2 separate regions of the Anas platyrhynchos genome follow, and region 1 is linked to region 2. The links are chromatin contacts, called in public Hi-C maps. All regions are on one chromosome and are shown on one strand. Each heading gives the region's core, a stretch centred on a gene start, on an enhancer-like site or on the middle of the called end of the contact. The rest is flanking DNA. Distances are from core to core; before and after follow the strand shown.

The links. A called contact is a pair of places that touch in the nucleus more often than the background predicts.
Region 1: a Hi-C map of F1 follicle shows a contact between it and region 2, with 5 times the contacts expected there. The contact joins the enhancer-like site here to the promoter of DAW1 in region 2. A contact is called at or near these places in 3 of 8 Hi-C or Micro-C datasets (F1 follicle, skeletal muscle and subcutaneous adipose tissue).

The regions. Positions count from the first base shown.
Region 1 is chr9:23,315,543-23,319,905 of IASCAAS_PekinDuck_T2T, forward strand. No RefSeq gene overlaps it. Among named protein-coding and RNA genes, the nearest start is that of PID1, 160 kb to the right of the region's middle. Within about 2 kb of position 2,274, at least 1 of the 8 cell types and tissues checked has an H3K27ac peak or open chromatin away from gene starts, as enhancers often do.
Region 2 is chr9:23,050,300-23,054,064 of IASCAAS_PekinDuck_T2T, forward strand. It overlaps DAW1 (dynein assembly factor with WD repeats 1), which reads left to right and starts at 2,304. Exons shown (of 13, transcript XM_027464624.3): 1 at 2,304-2,457; 2 at 3,562-3,634. The coding sequence starts at 2,418. LOC140003182 (a long non-coding RNA gene) reads right to left here and starts at 2,199. Exons shown (of 5, transcript XR_011811310.1): 1 at 2,017-2,199; 2 at 713-875.

The sequences.
Region 1 (4,363 bases), core at 1,024-3,523, 270 kb after region 2:
CTGTTCTTTTGGTGCATGTTCAACTGGCCTTCAGCTGCTGAGTGAGATGGCCATCTGTCAGGCTCTCCAGCACCCAGTTTGAGCCAATATTGTGGTCGCAACCAGCATGAGCAAGGCCTTGGGTGTAGCCAGTACTGTAGACACTATCTGCCTGATCAAGGCCTTGGATGAAAAGACCAGTGTTTGAACAAGGCAAAGGTCAGACTGAAAGCAGGAGAGAGCACACCATCACACCCTGCATCCAGCCTCTTGCAGGCACCCTGGGCACCCAGGGAGTCTCTGTTGCAAAAATCTTGAGCCCCATCTCCACCAAATCTGAATCAGTCCTCCCCTGAGACACAGACTGTGCTGGTCTTTGGATTAGACACTCAACTGCAAATAAACACAGTGGTTTCAATGTCAGGAGTTAATCATGACAGATCAATTAATTAGAAATTAAACTGCTGCCATCACTGTCCTTTCCTTCCCATCACAGAGCATCTTCTTTCTATATTTTTAAAGCAGTCCTGCCTGGGCGGAGCAGAGCAGAATGGACACGTGTAGCTTGCATGCCTACAGTGAGACGTAGGTGTGCATATCTATGTATATATATAAAGACATATGTTTTTTAAGTATATGTATATACATAGTTATATATACACGGAATAGTTGTCACTATAAATAAATACTGCAAGGAAATGCAATGTTTACATATAAATTTTAAATTACAAGCTCTTGCTGTCCAGAACCTAAAACATCAGCTTTTCTTTCAAATTCAGAGGGAAAATGTGGAAAAATATGAATGTATCGCCATCTGGAGGATAAGCGTATTCTGTGCTTGCCTTCTGCAGGCATCGTCCCAAGTTCCATTGTAGGGTGTGTGTGCTGTACCCAAAGAGAGGGGTTTAATCATAGAAGCATGAATAAGTGCCTGGTGTTAGGGTGATCATTAGGGTAATCTGAGCTAGGTAATTGTGTGGCTGTGCTTTTTATGTGTTTGGAAAAGAATAAACAACTTGCAGAATAAACAACAGCAAAGTAGGAGGAGATAGGAGCAGTGGTGTTGGCAATGAAAGGGGTGAGAATTCAAGAGAATTCAATGCATTTTTAGCTTTTTTCCTTTAAATTTGGTTTGAGATTTTAGGATTCTCCTAGGACTTAAAATTAGGAAGATGGGAGTGAAGTTCAATTTCAAAACCAAAATTTAATTCTAAAATTGGACCCGTTTCATTTACCCTGAGGAAATATGCAAGCCTGAAATAATATTCAGCCAAAGCCGTTATGTATCCTGCTCAGATTGACAGCTCTTTCCCTTCTCCCTGCTGCCAATGAATGCCTGAGGGAGGAAATGGTTCCTGGCAGAGGAACAGATCTGAGAGTGAGGTGAAATGTTCCTTGGAGCACAACAACAAGGGCTACAACTGACGGGCTCATAACTATGTATTTACATGGACCTCAGTAGTGATGCCCTGTGAGTGCCCCATGAGGTTGAGCCGTGGTATTTCTGTGGTCTCCAGAGTGTCTATAAGGGACACAGCCCTGTCACACTGTCCTCCCCGCCTGAATGAAACAGCTTTTCCCATTCCCCTGATACCTGAGGAAGATCAGCCCTGAGGCTGGTATCATTAAGCACCAATGACCGCCAGAGTGGTGTTGGTCTGAAATAGGTATGTGGAGTTCAGGAGCTTGGTTAGTAGAGCAAGTACCAGAAAAGCTTGTAGATCTACTGCATGGTACACTCTGATCCATTCCCAATCAAAGAAAGAAATTACAGCCATTTCCCAGGGTGGGCATTAGGCCTTGTAGGCCTACCAAAAGTGTCAGGGTGTACCACTAAACCAGCAAGAAACACGTTAGCAGAAGCACTGGCTCCTGCAAGGCAGACAGGCATGCCTGCAGAAGTTGCTGTGTTGCCACGGGCTCAGTGCCAGTAGCTGGGTGCAGATTATTCATATAGGAGCCACAGAGAAGTCATACCATACATATGCTGCCTCTCAGCTGCATATAGATGAGGAGAAAGTGAGAGAGAGGTGAAGGGCAGCTGCTTCAGTGGCCTTGCTCCCCTCTGTCCATCTCCTGGAGAGGACTGGGCACCTGGCTGGTGGCCTGGCTGGAACCAGGCTGCTGCGGTGGGTCAGAGCCTCTGGGTCCATTGGCTGGTGGCAAGGACTTTCCTGAGGTGTCTCAGGGCATTGTCATGATATGCATCAATCCTAGCATTAAAGTACGTGGTCATTCACCCTCAGCCCTGAGCAAAGTCCTGCCTCACACAATGTCCAAGTGAGCAGTGAGATACCACAGCGATTTCTGGTCTCCTGTGCCACAGCATGGCCACGTGAAGAAGTGCAGGGCTGAGGAGTAACAGTGTCCTTTTGCTTGTGCCCTGTGATAAAGAAATATAGTGAAGCAGGCTGTGGTAGTTACCGATAGCCCTAACAAAGTGATGCACAGGCACAATTTAAGTGAAAATATCTTAATTAAAAAAAAAAATAAAAATAAAAATTTAAACACCCACGTGCTCAAGTGTATGTACTGTGCTCAAGTGTATGTACTGGTCCTACTGCTTCAATCTTTTGGTATTGTGTTACACTCTGGCTTAGAGAAAATGAGACTTTTAATAACCTAAATCTTTTTCTTAAGGTGTAGTACCTTTGCTTCTTTATTGTTAATGAAACCTTTATTTTTCTGATTGTTAATGGAACCTTTATGGTTGGACAGATAGCAGTAATTTCTAAATATGTATTTACAGTACTAAATGCATTAAAAATAACATTAGCTTCAGGTGATGCTAGGTAAAGCAATATTACATATTATTACTGTTTAATTCCCCATAAAAAAATGCCATCAACTGCAGAACAGTAACTAAGCCTGACATTTTTTCCTTGTGCCTAACCTATACATTGCAAGGGGGCAGTCAGCCTCCAAAGATGCTTCCCTGCAATTATTGTACTTATCTAGGAAATAATCTAAAAAGCCTCACATGACAGGCAGGATGTCATCTTTCTATTCCTAAGCAACCCCTGATATCTTTTTTCAGGACAACTCATCAGCTTCCTGAAGAGCAGACAGCTGAATTTAAAGAAGCCTTTTCTTCTTCTTTGTTAACTACAGGACACAGCTAATGATGGCCCTGTAATGACAACAACTGGGAAGAGCTCAGTAGGGAAAAGCTCAGCAAAGGCCAAGTTGCAAGCTGCAATCAGTAAAGCAACGCTGATAATTATGGCATGAATGACCTTCCAATGTAGCTAAAAATAATAGTAATGAAAATGAAATACAACACTATATACAGAAAATTCAGGCTGGAGAGAAAAAGTGAGAGAAAAGAAGGAAGACTATATTGTGTTGACATTATGCCTTCGTATTCCTATTCTTCCATTTGGATTTATTTTCTCTCTTTCTTCCAGCTCTTGATTGGCATCAGTTCAACAGCATATATGTAGTGGCTCAACATGTTGGTTATCTCATTGAATTCAAAGGGACTCTTGTGGCACCTGCTTTAGTTGCTTGCTGAGATAAGGCTGCTCGTGCTGCCTTTCTCCTGGTTCCATGTTTTGCTTACTCATTTTCTCTAGGGACAGAGCTTTCCTCCATTGACTGCTGCTTCCAACAGTTCTCACTTAACTGAGCAAGTCTACTTAAATGAAGTGTATCTATATTGGTGTCTTGAGACTCTTAGTTACCCAGTTTTATTCCACATTTTGAGAAAAGAACCTCCTGTTGTCTGTCTCATATTGGCTGCCCTTCACTTTCTCTGTATTCCTCCCTGAACCTTTTTGTTATGCAATGAAGTAGATAGAGGTTTAGTGTGGTTTACAAGGTGGGTGGTTTTTTTTGTTGTTTGTTTGTTTTGTTTTGTTTTGTTTTGTTTTCCTAAACAGAGGCACATGAGCAAGAAAAGGGTCTTCACTCTGCTTGCCATAGGTAGTACCCACCCTCATCTCTTCATTTGATACAGATTGCTAAGATCTCAGTCAAAGTTTTCAATAAAAACATCCGCATCTTAGATCAAGTTCTCCCATCAGTGATTGCACAAGATTCTGCCTATTTCTGCCCATCAATTGCCTTCTCTGTCTGGATGCTACCAGGCCAATAACTAATCAAGAAGCTCATTTTAACCTCTTGAACTCAGTGGCCACTTAGCAGGCATCATGCTGTAAGTAAGAATATTAATTCCATCTCTCTCAGTTCAAAGCAGATACTGAGGATACAATCTAGCTCAAACATACTAGTGTTTAATCAAATTAATTGCCTCACATCTATTAAAATCAATAGAGAGTTTTTCAGAGATTTTGTAGAAACAGTTTCAATAAGCAAGTCCATAGCTGGAAGGAAAATTGCCCACAGATACCTTCCCACTTGCAGCAAGTATCTGGAGTAAGTA
Region 2 (3,765 bases), core at 1,054-3,553:
AGCTGATAACATCAATAATTTTGATCTCTGTACATAAAAGCTGATTACATTGCTGCAGATCCTGAGTGGATGTCTCAGCATGTCTTTTCTTTCCAGTGCAGATATTTTTGAACTCTCTACAGTGTGCATAGAGTCTTCAAAGCTGGCCTTCCATTGTTCAGAGGCTGCGTGTACCTTTTGGATGCTGAAAATCCTCAGGAAACAATTTTACCCCAGCAGCTGAAAAAAAATCTTTCTAAAATTATGCACTTGTTGCCTGTTTTCATGAACTCTAAAAAGCTTAGCATTTATGCTTAATAGTGCAGGGTTAGTGGTATGGACTTCAGCTCAGGCGCCCTACTTTTGTGCATCATTGCTTGCCTAGCCCTTAAGCAATTACCTGTGTTGAAGTCCTTCCTTTCCCTACAGTTGTTACCTATGCTGCCAAAAGTCTCCATGGATAATCCTACCTGCACCAGAGCTGTAGTTCTGTTTTGTCACATACCATTAGTTACTATCTATTTATTTTGCATGCAAGCCTATCCACAGTGGCACTTTGGGAAAAACTTCATCTCAGAATAGCATAGCTCTTCGCCACCTTCTCAGATAGTCAGCATTTTATTTTTTTCTATTTTTTTATATAGGAATAGAGTAAACAATGCCATCATGCCAGCAAGGAAAGCGGATGAGAGTCGAGGCCTGATTTGACTGATAATGTCATCAGCATCATTACCTTTTACTCCTGATGATGACAAGCTGTGAGATGTGTGTTTGAATGGAGATTTACAGGGAGAAAGTAAGGCAAGAACATGGAAGGAGCTGTTGTTACAGAGCTCTGTGGCTGCTCCACTTCCCTCTTCCCTGTTCAGACTGGGCTGCGTTTGTCCTTTCCATGCCTCATGAAAAACAAACAAAACAAGCTTGTTGGTATATGGTATGCAAAACCTTGAAAAAAAAATATTTCTCAAGAATACCACAGTAATTGATCCAATGACGCAAATACCATCCTGAAGTACAGGACTGAAGAGAGGCTTATTGTAGAAAATATATTAAAATAGCAGATACTCCTCATTTATGCTGTATAGAAGTACCAAGCCTTCAAATTTAACATACAAATCACACATAACACTTCTAGATGGTGTTAACTAATACTGAAGACACCAGAGAGGCTGCATGAATGTGTGTTTGCAAAGAACAGAGAGGAAGGAGTTAATATAGAAGCAGCACCCATGGCATGTTCATTGTTAGCATCATTTAAGCTAAAAGAACAGAAAAATATTTATGCCTAGAAAGAATAATTGAGGTGGTTACATGTTACGCTAAACAAATATAAAAAACTGTTAAGACACTAGAGGACGCCAAGACTAGGGGTTGTTCAAAAAGTTGTTTTTGAACAGTGTCATTCCAAATAAGTCAGTTCTGTTGTAAAGCTGTTTAGATTGTTTTCAATGAAAATATTTCCTATCTGCCTCAAGATAACCAACCTTCCACATATGAACGAGACAAAAGATCAAACCAAACCCCAGTCATGTCTCACAGACAACCTGGAACTGGCCATTGTATTTTACTTCCTAGTTTTGCAGAACCAAAGGTCTGTCTTCAAAGTGAAGCTGTAGGGAGCCCTGTGAGTGTTTCACACAAGTCACGTACTGTTAGACAGTGACCTGAACCTTGCTCTAGTGACCCCTCACCAATGATACGGGCTGTGAGGAGACTGATGAAATGAAAGGATGTTGGCTGCTTCCGCTGTCGATGATCTACGGCCATTTCTGCATAAAGATTGACTCTTTGGTACATTATCTTCTAATGGTTCCATGTTGGTTACACTTGTAGCACGCTCCAGCTCAGGCTTTCAGGCTGACACCTTGATTTCCGCGGCGCACAGGTGAAGCCCTGGGCCAGCCCTTCCAGCTGGTGGTGCTCAGGGGGGCACCATGAGGTGACTGCAAGAATGGCAGAAAAGCCTTCAAATACTGAGCCCACACACAACACATCGTTACAAGTAAAATTAATAGGGAGAGGTACAAATCAGTCCACCTGGGAAAAAGCAAGCCTAACTTTGTATATTGACGAGCTCCCAGGTGACACCTTGCTGTTACAGCAGCTAGTTCTGCTGAAATGCAGGTTGAAAGCCTGGATGATGGAGAACAGAGGAAGGAAGAAACCAGCGCTCTGCTGCCCGCCTGTTGCAGACACGGCACAGCCCTCGCTGTGAGGGACCCCGGGCAGGGCACCACCACCACCACCATTTGCCTGCCCCTCAGGCGGCGGGGCCGGGAGATGGCGGCCGCCGCGGCGGGTGGCGGCGCACGCGCGCAGGCTCTGTTTGGCCGTTGCCGTGGCAGCGGGACGGGGCTCGGGGCTCGGGGCTCGGGGCTCGGGGCTCGGGGCTCGGGGCTCGGGGCTCGGGGCTCGGGGCTCGGGGCTGGCGGCGCACGATGGGGCTGAGGCGGCTGCTGCTGCGCTACTACCCGCCGGGTGCGGGGCTTGGCGGCCTGGGGACGGCTGGGTGGCTGGGTGGGGGCTGTCGGTAACCACTCGTGTTACCTTCCTCGCGTGTGCACCTTGCTCGTGTGGGGCGCTGTGGGGCGCAGGGCAGCTGCTGTAGGGCTCCTGTCCGCCCGCGGCGTGCTGCGGAGGGGGTGCTGGGGATGGTGCTGGCACCTCGTGTAGGCGAGGCAGGTGTTTGTGCATCGCCTCGTTCTGCTGAGGCGCGGGGCGTTTAAAATTCCAAAATCGCGGCAATTAGCCCCAAAAAGCGTACGTGTGGTGTAACGGCCTGCTTAGTGGAAAGTTGCCGTGTTGCTTATTTTTCGTGTGGTTGTTGTGTGGCTTCTCGGAGCAGCTCCGTGCTTTGATGAGGTATTGGCAGCGAGCTGGCCTCGTCGCTAACTCCTTCAGGAGAGCGACCGCTTTCACGGACTGGAACGAGGTGGAGAGGACAAGCCCAGGGAGCGTGATGTGATGACAGATCTTTCTGTCCAATTAAATGTTTTCCTTACATACAGTGACGTGAACATTAATCCAAATTATCCCTTCCCACAGAAAAGCAAGGAGCGGCAGAATACTAAGCAGTGAGGTTAAACGTTTTAATGCGTTAGCTGAAAGTACATCTTGTGGAGGTGACGGAGCACACCTGGAAATAGGAAGTGTGCTCTGGTTTTCTGTGTGTCACTGCACATAGGCCTTTGCAAACAGTGAAATAAATGTAACAGTTTTTGTAAAACAAATTTTCTGGGCTTCTTGGAAATACAAACTGCAGCAAGTATCTTCAGTACAGTTTATTTGAAAACAGAGCTGATGAAATCATGTGAGAAGTGGTTGGGGTAAAGCAAACACCAACAACGTGTTATTTTCCAGAATTGAAAATGGATCATAAATATTTAAGTAATAAGATTTAGTATTTGTTATCATATAAACATAGCAGAGTTGTTCTGCTGAGAATTCCTAACCTCCTTCTTGTCTCAGTAGCTGGAAGTAGGTCTGCTAAGTCAGTAGGGCAACACAAGCAGAAGCATTAACAGTATGCATTATAAAATCCCTAACATCGAATTATAACCTGTTTATCATATATTTTTAAAGGAATTATTCTGGAATATGTACAAGGTGGTGAGCCGAAGACCAGACCTATAGATCTACTTGATCTTAGTCCTGAGTAAGTATTTCAGGCAACAACAGTATCTGCTGTTTTATAGCGTGCTTATATACAATTCTGATTATTTTAAACATAATTGAGGTGAATGATGTTTCTTTCACTAAAATGCACACTGAAAGATCCAAATATAA